Regions from separate parts of the Mus musculus genome. Here regions 2, 3 and 4 are each linked to region 1. Evidence: chromatin contacts called from public Micro-C and promoter capture Hi-C data. All regions are on one chromosome and are shown on one strand. The core of a region is the stretch at or near the end of the contact, and the rest is flanking DNA. Distances in the headings are between cores, read along the strand shown.

Evidence for each region. Promoter capture Hi-C pulls out the DNA fragments that hold promoters and counts their contacts. A called contact is a pair of places that touch in the nucleus more often than the background predicts.
Region 2: a Micro-C map of embryonic stem cells shows a contact between it and region 1, with 5 times the contacts expected there. The contact joins the enhancer-like site here to the promoter of Myo1d in region 1. A contact is called at or near these places in 7 of 39 promoter capture datasets (the 3T3-L1 cell line, 3T3-L1-derived adipocytes, cranial neural crest and 3 more), 1 of 15 datasets of contacts at CTCF or cohesin (embryonic stem cells), 4 of 484 Hi-C or Micro-C datasets (cerebral cortex and embryonic stem cells), 11 of 115 datasets of contacts at active chromatin or transcription factors (astrocytes, differentiating embryonic stem cells, embryonic basal ganglia and 5 more) and 3 of 9 other capture datasets (embryonic stem cells, embryonic tail and embryonic trunk).
Region 3: a contact with region 1 is called in a promoter capture Hi-C map of embryonic stem cells, with 4 times the contacts expected there. The contact joins the promoter of 1700071K01Rik here to the promoter of Myo1d in region 1. A contact is called at or near these places in 5 of 39 promoter capture datasets (the 3T3-L1 cell line, the HPC-7 cell line, cranial neural crest and 2 more), 1 of 15 datasets of contacts at CTCF or cohesin (stem cell-derived epiblast-like cells) and 1 of 115 datasets of contacts at active chromatin or transcription factors (embryonic basal ganglia).
Region 4: a contact with region 1 is called in a promoter capture Hi-C map of pre-B cells, with 2.5 times the contacts expected there. The contact joins the promoter of Suz12 here to the promoter of Myo1d in region 1. A contact is called at or near these places in 1 of 39 promoter capture datasets (pre-B cells) and 1 of 115 datasets of contacts at active chromatin or transcription factors (pancreatic cancer cells).

Annotation. Positions count from the first base shown.
Region 1 is chr11:80,778,635-80,781,449 of GRCm38.p6, reverse strand. It overlaps Myo1d (myosin ID), which reads left to right and starts at 1,425. Exons shown (of 22, transcript NM_177390.3): 1 at 1,425-1,752. The coding sequence starts at 1,658.
Region 2 is chr11:81,615,300-81,618,114 of GRCm38.p6, reverse strand. It overlaps a transcript of Asic2 not described here. Among named protein-coding and RNA genes, the nearest start is that of Gm11418, 29 kb to the right of the region's middle. Within about 2 kb of position 1,409, at least 2 of the 459 cell types and tissues checked have an H3K27ac peak or open chromatin away from gene starts, as enhancers often do. A contact at or near this core is called in embryonic stem cells, where this site is marked.
Region 3 is chr11:81,572,205-81,575,019 of GRCm38.p6, reverse strand. It overlaps 1700071K01Rik (RIKEN cDNA 1700071K01 gene), which reads left to right and starts at 1,481. Exons shown (of 1, transcript NM_001033765.2): 1 at 1,481-2,518. The coding sequence starts at 1,547. The coding sequence ends at 2,362. It also overlaps a transcript of Asic2 not described here.
Region 4 is chr11:79,991,720-79,994,534 of GRCm38.p6, reverse strand. Suz12 (SUZ12 polycomb repressive complex 2 subunit) reads right to left here and starts at 1,429. Exons shown (of 16, transcript NM_199196.2): 1 at 936-1,429. The coding sequence starts at 1,215.

The DNA.
Region 1 (2,815 bases), core at 176-2,675:
GAGTACACTGTAGCTGTACAGATGGTTGTGAACCTTCATGTGGTTGTTGGGAATTGAATTTTTAGGACTTCTGCTCGCTCCAGTCAACACTGCTCACTCTGGTAGGCCTCACTTGCTCAGTCCCTGCTCTCTCCAGCCCAAAGATTCATTCATTATTATTCATAAGTACACTATAGCTGATTTCAGATGCACCAGAAGAGGGTGTCAGATCTCATTATGGGTGGTTGTGAGCCACCACGTTGTTGCTGGGATTTGAACTCAGGACCTTGGGAAGAGTAGTCAGTGCTCTTACCCGCTGAGCCATCTCACCAGCCCCTGAAAGAAAAGTTTAAAAAAAAAATATTTATTCACCTTTATTTTATGTGACTGTGTGAGTCCCTGCATGTATATATGTTCCTGCCTGGTACCCTCAGAGGTATGAAGAGGGTGTCTCATCTCCTTGAACTGGAGTTACAGGCAAAGCTATTGTTGTGGATGCTGGGAAATTAACTCTGGTCCTCTGTAAGAACAGCAAGTGCTTTTAGCCACTGAGCCATCTCTCCAGCAACACCCCTCCCCCCAACAAAAACCATTTTAAGAACACCCAGTGTGTCTTGAAATTGGAGATCATAACTCATTACAATCTATGGAACTAATTTCATGGATTTCTTATTTATAATACAAACTACTACTATAAGCTTCTTGGAATGTGTAGAGAGTGGAGGTGGGGGATATAAAAAAAAAGTTTAGGACATGGTCCTCTATGCTAGAAGCTGCAATCATCCCGAGGAGATGATTCATACATTTTTTAAAAAATTACTAGTATAAGGTACTAGTCTGATGACATGCTCACATGAGTGGAAAAAAATGGACCACTGGAAATGAAGAGTAAGCCATGTGGCTGAATGCTGGGGTTCGTAAATCAGATGACCTCCACGAAGTCGCAGCTCCTCCACTTCCTAGCAGTGTGACAAGTTACTTAAGTTTGCTAAAGCACTTAGAACAGCTCTAAACATTTCGGTGACCTGGAAGTATTCTCTACCATTGCCATAACTATTCAGCCACCATTTCAAGGATGGATGGCACATGAGCACAGAAGAATGTGAGGGAATCATAATGGATAATTCGCGCCAAAGCCGCTCAAGTTATAAGTTTGTAAATTTGTAAGTTTGTTGGCATCTACTAGGCAGGGGTTGAAGAAGGCAACAAGGCCTATTCTACCCAGAGTCAGGTCCACACGGCTCCCCGCCACGCTAGATGCCCGTGCCTGTCTTTAGGGGGCGCTGCCGCTTAGCCGCCGCGGCTGGCCCAGAGCGCGTCCCCGCCCCACGCGTGCGCGCCGCCCAGGTGAGGAGGCGGCTGGGCCGGGGTTGGGCGGGCTCATCGGCGGGGCGGAGCCCGAGCGGCCGGGGCGGGGCGGGGCGGGGCCCAGCGGGACCCAGGCTAGAGGCGGGACCAGCCGCCGCCGTCTCCGTCTCGCCACCACGGCCCCCACACAACCCGCAGCCACCGCGGGAGGAGCGGAAGCCGCCGGCCTCGCCCGTTCAGAGCCGCGCCGGCTGGAGCTCTGAGGAGTGGCGGCCGTCTCTCTCGCTCTCTCTCTCTCTCCGGCCCGACCCCGCCCAAAGGTGCCGAGCACCCCCGCCCCAACCCGAGCGCTCCCACCTGAGCCGGCGCCATGGCGGAGCAGGAGAGCCTTGAGTTCGGCAAGGCGGACTTCGTGCTGATGGACACCGTCTCCATGCCCGAGTTCATGGCCAACCTTAGGCTCAGGTGAGCGCGTCTCGACAGCCATGCCGGGGTTTCCCGAGAGGGGGCGCTGCTGAGGATTCGGGGTGACCGGGGCGAGCAGCTCCCGCGAGTGAGTGCGGCGGGGTGACAGGGGGTCCGCGGCGCTGGGTGGTCACGCCTCCCAGAGAGAGGACTCTTCCTTGGTGCGGCCTTGGGACTCCAGGGTGTGATGAGGTCTAGGACTGCACTTTAGGGGTCTGGGGTCGTCCCTGTGTGGTGTCTTGATTAGGGGCATGCTGGGCTTGAGGTCGCTTAGGGGTGCACCAGCCCGCCCTGAGCCAGGTAAATGATGTGGGCGGGACCGGGTGACTTAATGGAACAAAAGTAAGGGAAAAGAAAAACTTAGGAGCGGCGTGATGGCCCTGGCAGCCCCAGGAAAACTGGAAGGTTGTTTTAAAAGAGCCTGGCATCTATCTCCTGCTTTCACGCTCGATTTTCTTTTCTCGTTTCTTTCCTTCCTCTTCTTCTTCTTCTTTTTTTTTTCTCTTTTCTTTCTTTCTGGCGTGGTTCCATCCTACCATTCAGGATGCTATGGAGTGAACCCTAAGCTGTCTGTTCCGGGACACGGGCTATTTTTTAGTTACTCATTCGACGTAATTAGACCCGTTTCCAGACATCGAAGAGACTGCTGTACTTGCCAGTGCCAAGATAAACTGTCTGAATTTGACAAGGCGTCCATGGTTTCAGTTTTTTCAAGGAGTTATGTATGGATGGAGCCTTTGTGTTACTGACATCTTTGAGAATTTAGTTACAACACAATGCCCCAAAATGGGCTTCCAAGAGGAACTTATTTTAGAAAGTCTTCTATACGTAATTATTTCATTTTCAAACAGTAATATGTAATCTGAGTATTAAAGTGTTTTGACTTTAAAAAAAAACTGAAACGGAGTTTCAGCTTGAAGCGTGTGCTTACTTGTTTATTTGTTTGTTTGTGTTTTCCCGGAAGCTTTGCTCTGTCTGTTACTTGTAAACTTTATAGCCAAATATCACTTTTTAAACTTAAACCTGAAAATCATAATTAGGTTTGGATATTTACCTCAATTTT
Region 2 (2,815 bases), core at 160-2,659, 840 kb before region 1:
TTGGAGGACTGAAGAGATGTCTCAGTGGTCAGCAGCACTGACAACTTTGGCAGAGAACCTGACTTCAATTCCCAGCCCCCACATAGAGACTCACTACTGTCTATAACTCTAGTCCCACGGGATCTGACACCCCTACACAGACACCGATGCAGGCAAAACACCAATGCTTATAAAACGAAAATAAATTATTTTTTTAAAAAGAAAACGGAGCATAGCGGCACATACTTGTGATCCCAGAACTAGGGAAGCCATGGCAGAGGGACCCCTAGATCTCACAGGTCAGCCAGTCTAGCCTACTCGGTGAGCTCCAGACTATGTCCCCACTCTCCCCAAAAGGTGTTTGTGACCTAAAGAATAACCCCGGGGGTCGTTCTCTGGCCTTACATACATGCATGTGTGTACACATGTAAGTACACCTAAGCACACATGTGCACCAGCACACATACAAACGTACATAACAGAATACACTCTCATAACTATGCATTTAAATGTTCATAAAGCAAAATTACACTTACAAGCATGTGTATAAATCACATATCTCTACCTTGCTTTATATGTAAAACCTTGTCTACATATAAATACAGGATATATATATCTCCACACATACATTTTACTTTATATTCTGGCTGTGTTTTGTTTTATATGAATGAATGTCAGAAAAACATCAAAGATGGCTGAACCAAGTCTTCACATGTTTTGGGCACTCCACTGGCACTTCAGTGATGTTCAACTAAGTTCTGAAAATCCAGCATATGCTACTTACAGGCATTCTATGCTCATTTCATAAATGTATTTTTCCTTCGCTTTCATACCGGCAAAATCACTAATTGTGTTGTAATAGAGTGAATATTTTGTATAATGTGTGTTTAGCTGAAAGTCGTGTCCAATTAGCCAGCTTTTCTTGAGCGATTACATTTTTAAAATTCACTCCAATTTGGACAAATGGCTCCGTAGAGACAGCTGGATTCGCGGCTGTCAATAGAAGTATAAAAGTCTCAGGTTCATAAAAGGACTGTAAGTTTTGCATAAACACTACAGCAATGCAACAGAGCTGTGTAAACTAATTATTTCTCAGAAAATATTAAATGTGTGGAATTCATTAAAAAAGAAAAACAAATTCTCAGACAAGCTTTTCAATAGCTCTTAAAGAAAGGCACATTCACATGCTGGCATTAAAAACTGTCATGCTTCATACACGTTACACTTACACATCTACACACACATATAAACACACACATAAAAGACCAGGAAAACTATTATTTGTTATTGCAATCTGACCTCCAACCTATAGGGGCAGTACTTCTTATGTGCGCACGAGAGGGCGGGGAGTGGGTTGAGTAGTACTCCTGGTGCTGAGTAGGAGTCAGAGGTCATCTGAGAGGTACAGGAGCTGAGCCTTGAAGGGCAGGACAGGTGTGCCAGAGGGACACAGAGGGTCCTTGTGGTGGGCAAGGCTGCTCCCCTGTGCCCCGGAGCAGATTGGGGAGGGGCCTGAACCATTTGTTTGGGAACACCTGTTTCAATATTGTTATGCAAATATGTGATGGTCAGCTCATTAGTCAGGGAGATCTGTTTTCCACACCCCCCACGTTCTGTCCCGCCCCCTCCCTGTCCGTCCGTCCCCCCAATCTCACCTAGCACAGTCATTTCAATTCACAGGTCTAAGCACACCCTCTCCCACTGAGGCCAGACAAGGCAGCCCAGCTAGGGGAAGGGGATCCAATGGCAGGAAACTGAGTCAGACACAGCCCAGACTCCAGTTGTTAGAGGACCCACATAGAGACCAAGCTGTACATCTGTTACTAATGGGTAGGGGTCCTAGACCCAGCCCAAACACAGAACCCAGAGTTTTAAAAGTCCAGTGCAGGAGAGAGGAGAGAGGAGAGAGGAGAGAGAGAGAGAGAGAGAGGGAGAGAGAGAGAGAGAGACAGAGAGAGAGAGAGAGAGACAGAGACAGACAGAGAGACAGAGAGAGACAGAGACAGAGAGAGACAGAGACAGAGAGACAGAGAGAGAGAGAGAGACAGAAAGACAGAGAGAGACAGAGAGACAGAGAGACAGAGAGACAGAGAGAGAGAGAGAGAGAGAGAGAGTGTTACCTGAACTCAGGAGACACAGAAATGGATGTATTTCTGAAATTCTCCAAACAGCTAAGCTTGGCCTACTTAGAAAGTTTCAAGTCAGTAAGGGGGCAAGGGAGTGGTTGTGGCTTCAAAAAGGAGATATTGAGTTCAGGTGTGTGACACAGATCCATCCCGGGACCATGTGCCTGGGGACATTTTCCTAGGTTGCTAATTCTAAAGGTGTGAGCGTGGCCACTTGGTAGTTATAAAGGACATGGCTGAGCTGCTCTTACAGTCTGAGTACTGGATACTCTCATCACGTGTAGGTCTGGTGTTTGCATAGATCCACAGCTGCCCTGAACCAGGGGAGAGCCAGGTTGGCACCAAATAGGTCAGCAATGGCCAAGCAAAGAACTCTGGAGAGTCACCGGTGGCCCTGACACCTCATCCTATCACTCCACTGGAAGGTTGCAGTCTGGAGGAATTGTGAACAAACCTGCCATTATTGCGACCGTTGTACTTACAGACATACATTTTCAGTGCAGTCAGCAGTGTTGATGGTTTGAGGCCTGTTTGAATTTTTAACATTTTGATAGGATAGAGATGGCTATTTGCCAAGTTCATGCCCCAGACCCCTGCAATCAAGTAACAGATTGTAGGAAACCGAGGTCTCGCAAGGTTTGAAGTCCTGGATGTTTAGCTCTATTTGGCCAGGTGGGCATGCTTGAGAGAGAGAGATGGTTGTTTGGGGC
Region 3 (2,815 bases), core at 232-2,731, 790 kb before region 1:
AAAGATAATATCGAAAGGAGAGGAGAGGAAACTAGGAGGGAAAATCAATCAATTTACATTCTCAGAGATATTTAAAAACATTCAACCCATGAAACAGGAATTACATTGTTTGTTTTTTTTTTCTTTTAAAAAACAAAATTTCTCTTGCAAATTCTGAGTCAAAATACAGAATTCTACAAACACACACATGCACAGATGCACACACACATGTACACACATGCATACACACACACAGGTACACATGCAGACACGTACACACACACACACACAGAGTCAAACACAGCAGTGGAAAGTTGGCTCAGCAGTTAAGAACACTTGCTCTTGAAGAGAGCCTGGGTTTGGCTCTCAGAATCCATAAAGATGCTCACACTTATCTAAAACTCCAGTTCTAGATGGTCCAAGATCTTCTCCTCCTGACTTCTTCAGGCACCAGGTACACATATGGTGTACAAATACCCACGGGATAAACTCTAATACACATAAAATAAAGCAAATAAGTGTAAAACTATCTTTAAAGTTAGTAAATGAAATGATAAGAGAATGGAAAGAACAGGAAAAGAGAATAAATTAGAAAGTACTTCAGAGGATGAAAAGTCTAATCCAGTCTAGTCTAGAGCTGAGAATCTTATCAAAACACTAGTCAGAAAAAAAAAAAAACTAAAACAGAATAGTATAGATTTTCAGACTTATGGGATCTATTTATGCCCAGCATAATAAATAAAATCATTATGAAATTTCATAGTGAACTAAAATTAAAAATACCAAAAACTACCAGAGAGAAACATAAAACCACATACACACACACACACACACACACACACACACACACACACACACACACAGAGAGAGAGAGAGAGAGAGAGAGAGAGAGAGGTCACAAAGACACTGAGGTTATCAACAATAGTTGTCTCCCGAGCTAGAGAACATTAGGGAAATGCCTTTGAAATCTGGGGAGGGAAGCACTGTGCCCAAATTTCTATGCATGGGTAAGACAAAGGCAGTAAATAAATAAAAAGAATGCCACAATATGGGTCGTTTTCTTCAGAGGTGACTGGGATATTGAACCTTCATTTAATGAGATGCTACAATGAAGAAAAAGAGAGACGAAGCCAAGGGATATTTTATACACACACACACACACACACACACACACACACACACACACACACACAAAACACACGCGCGCGCACGTGTATGTGTGTTTATATAATTATTTATATATTATATATAAAAGTATACTTTGTTTTCATTATATATGTATAACATATATAGTATATAATAAATATACATATATAATAAAAGCATCTCAAAAAACCCTGATTTCTGCTTTCATGTGTGCCTCTGTGTGTGTGTGTGTGTGTGTGTGTGTGCGCGCGCGCGCGCGCGCGCACGCTCGCGCGTGCTCGCACATGCGTGTACTCGTGTCATTCCTGCCTCTGTGATGCTAAAGGTTGAACCCAGAGCTTTGTGCATGTTAAGAAGCCCTTAGGGGAATTCATGTGAAGATGAGTGAAGGCAGGTGTGAGTGAATGCAACAAAAGGAATCATGGCTGCCAAAGTGTTTGAGTCCATCGGAAAGTTCGGCTTGGCTCTAGCAGTTGCAGGAGGCGTGGTGAGCTCTGCTTTATATAACGTGGATGCTGGGCACAGAGCTGTCATCTTTGACCGATTCCATGGAGTACAGGACATTGTGGTAGGGGAAGGGACTCACTTTCTCATCCCTTGGGTACAGAAACCAGTTATATTTGACTGTCGCTCTCAACCACGGAATATACCAGTCATCACTGGTAGCAAAGATTTGCAGAACGTCAACATCACACTGCGTATCCTCTTCCGGCCCGTAGCCAGCCAGCTTCCTCATATCTACACCAACATTGGCCAGGACTATGATGAGCGGGTGCTGCCATCTATCACCTCAGAGATCCTCAAGTCGGTGGTGGCTCGCTTCGATGCTGGAGAATTGATTACCCAGCGAGAACTGGTCTCCAGGCAGGTGAGCGATGACCTCACAGAGCGAGCAGCCACATTTGGGCTCATCCTAGATGACGTGTCCCTGACACATCTGACCTTTGGGAAGGAGTTCACAGAGGCGGTGGAAGCCAAACAGGTGGCTCAGCAGGAAGCGGAGACAGCCAGATTTGTGGTGGAAAAGGCTGAGCAGCAGAAGGTGGCAGCCATCATTTCTGCTGAGGGGGACGCTAAGGCGGCAGAGCTGATCGCCAACTCGCTGGCCACAGCAGGCGATGGCCTGATCGAGCTGCGCAAGCTGGAGGCTGCTGAGGACATTGCGTACCAACTCTCCCGCTCTCAGAATGTCACCTACCTGCCAGTGGGGCAGACTGTGCCCCTCAAGCTTCCCTAGTGAGGCCTCCCCTGCTTCACCTTCTCCGGCCAATCAGCCCATAGTCTCCAACATTTTGAACAATGCCTTCCTTCTACCCCACCCCGGAAAGCACTGTGAAATTTAATGATAGGCTTAAAGTGAAGGAAATAAAAATAAAATCACTTCAGGACACACACACACACTATCTATCTATCTATCTATCTATCTATCTATCTATCTATACATATATGTATATATATATACACACACTATATATATACACATACATACACACTGTGTGTAAGTATGTGTGTGTATGTATATAGTGTGTATGTATGTATGTGTATATATATATATACATATATGTGTAGATAGATAGATAGATACACACACACACACACATACACACACACACATTTAGTGCCTTCTGCCATTGGACTATATCCCCAGCCCCTTAAGCAAAAAAGCTAAGGAGGTTATGGAATGTTCCTA
Region 4 (2,815 bases), core at 180-2,679, 790 kb after region 1:
GTATTAAATTCCAATAAGAATTTCACGAAGAATCAATGAAAATGAAGGAAGAGTATTAAAACAATGTAAAACGTCTTTCCAAGCACAGCTGATACCAAAGCCCATAACATATGCCACGGATATAGTGTAAATAAAGAGATTCAACGGCAAAGCTGACTTCATTCAAGTTGCCGTAAAATACCCAGCTAGAAGATTGCTAAATTCCACTATCTACACAAAAGAGGTGCAAAACCATCAGGATATAATGCCCACTTAGTAACAATTTTATTTATAGTCATAATGTTTATAAATTCTATTGTTTGTTTCCAGGCACTGTGTGATCCCCTTTCCAAAAAAGTCAGTTTCGCCCTCCACGCATCTTTTAAAACGAAAAACCGGGATTTAAAAAAAAAATGTTCTGGAATTAAGAAACAACTCCAAGGTTGTCCACGGAGAGGACGCTTGCCCCATTCTGTCTCTCTCAGTCTACGCACCCATAAAATGGGCGGAAAGGTTTGAAAAGCTTAAAAGGTTTCAAATGCTGCGTGTTCACTCACACGCAGCCAGAGTGGGTACGAACGCATTTCAGACCCATGACAATTTCCTCGGCTTTACAACACTCATCTCCGGACAGGCTGTGTCTCGTCCCCCCGAAACCTACAACTATAATCCCTGTACTTGTGGAGTAAGGAAGACACAAACGAAAACACCAACTCGTCTCGGGATCTATATGCGCTCAGTTCAACCGTCACGTCCCCACCTCCAAGGCTGCTCTGAACCTGGGGGCCCCGGGGCGACCCTTCCGGGAGTCAGGGACCTGCTCGGGACCCCGGCGTTCCCCAGCGAGTCCTCCCTCCACTCCCAAAGCAAGTGGACTCTCCGAGAACCCGGCGGAGTGCCCCGTGCCCCGAACGCCGGAGAGGGGCACCCCTGCCCTCGAAGCCGCTCACACTCACTCTCAAAGGCCTGGAGGAAAAGCTCGTGGTCAGCCTGGACGTGCTCCATTTTCGGCTTCTTCACCGGCAACACCGCGGCCCCCGCCGCCGCCGCCGCGGCCGCCGCCGAGGAGGAGGAGGCCGAGTAACTGCCGCCGCCTCCACAGCCCCCGCCGCCGGATTTGCCGCCCGAAGCCGCCGCCGCCACCGCCGCCGCCGAACCCCCGAAGCCGCCTCCCCCGGACCCCGCGCTGGGCCCCGAGCCGCCCCCTCCCCCACCGCCGTGCTTCTGAGGCGCCATCGCGGTTCCTGCCTCCTCCCCCCGCCAGCTACCCGCCGGGCGGCCCCGGAGAGTGAGCGCGCCTGCTACACCAACCGCTCGCCCCAGCAGGCTCCAGCGGACCGAGGGGGGAAGGAGGAGAGAGGGGAGGAGAGGGGAAGGGAAGGGAGGAGGAGAGGAGGGAAGGAGGGAGGAAAAAAAAAAAGTGTCTCCTCCGAGCCCCGCTCCGCTTCGGAGGCCGCTCACCCTACCCTGGCCTCGCTCCGCCCACTTTCCCCGCCCGGCGCTCTGATTGGCCGGCGGGAGCGCGCGCCGCCGGGCCGCCCAGCCCGTTGGTCCGCAGAGTCCCCCGTCAGTCACGCGGAGGCGCTTCTCGCGGAGGCGCGGCTTGGTTGGCCCGTGCGCGCTGCCGACCGCGGGCCCGGACGCCTCTTTGAACTGAATTCGCGGGAAAATGAGGGGTCGGAGCGGCCTTCCTGCTCGTCCCGGTGCATTGTGGGCAGAGGGGGACTCGCGAGCGGCTTTGGGAGCCGTTTCTCGCCTTGAGAGCTTCGTCAGTCGCCGCCCCCAGGGGGGCAGAGGTCCCCTGGAGAGAGAGGCGGGTGACTGAGAAACTGAAGGCGAAGGGGCCTTTGAAAGGAGCGGAGGTCCACCGCGGATCCCGAGACTGTGTGGTCTCAGGAAGTGACCTGCCCCGGGGGTGCTGTGTGCTCAGTCTCATCTCCACTGAGGCAGGAGGAGATCGGATCCCCTGGCCGCCACGTGCCCCAAGCCACCCATGGCCGAAATCCCCTAGCGCAGCCACTGGGTTGTCGGACGTGAAGGGCTCGCCTACGAAAGGGAGCGACCTATTTTGTGGCGGCCGTTTCTCAGAAATTAAGGAGACTTGGTTTTGTTTTGTTAAGTGATGTGAGGTTTTGGGATTCTGTGGAATTGGGTTGTGGCTTCTCAACACGATGCGAGCAAAGTAGATACTTCATTTTCTCTGAGACAAATAGGTGATTCGAAGTAAAGACATTTCTTGAAGTTTTATTTATTGTACTGCCAAAAGCTTGTGAGGAACGCTGTGTTTTGAGTGTCTTGTTTAAAAAGATAGATAAACTGGGCGGTGGCGCACGCCTTTAATCCCAGCACTCCAGAGGCAGAGGCAGGCGGATTTCTGAGTTCAAGGCCAGCCTGGTCTACAAAGTGAGTTCCAGGACAGCCAGGGCTACACAGAGAAACCCTGTCTCGAAAAACCAAAAAAAAAAAAAAAAAAAAAAGATAAACAGACCCGACCTAAGTCTGTTGGTACAAATTGGCTTACTCTGAATAACTTGGATTTCAAGTTAGACAAAATAACCAGCTTATATTGCTTATATTTTAACTTTCTAAAAATGTTTTTATGCTCGGTGGTGGTGGCACACACCTTTAATCCCAGCACTTGGGAGGCAGAGGCAGGCAGATTTCTGATGCGAGCCTGGTCTACAAAGTGAGTTCCAGGACAGCAAGGGCTATACAGAGGAACCCTGTGCCTAAGTCTACACCAAGGTCGTATGCTGCGGTCCTTACAGCCAAAAGAGGATGTTGCCTCTCCTGGAAATGGAGTCACAGGTGGTTGTGAGGCCTAGGGTGGGTGCTA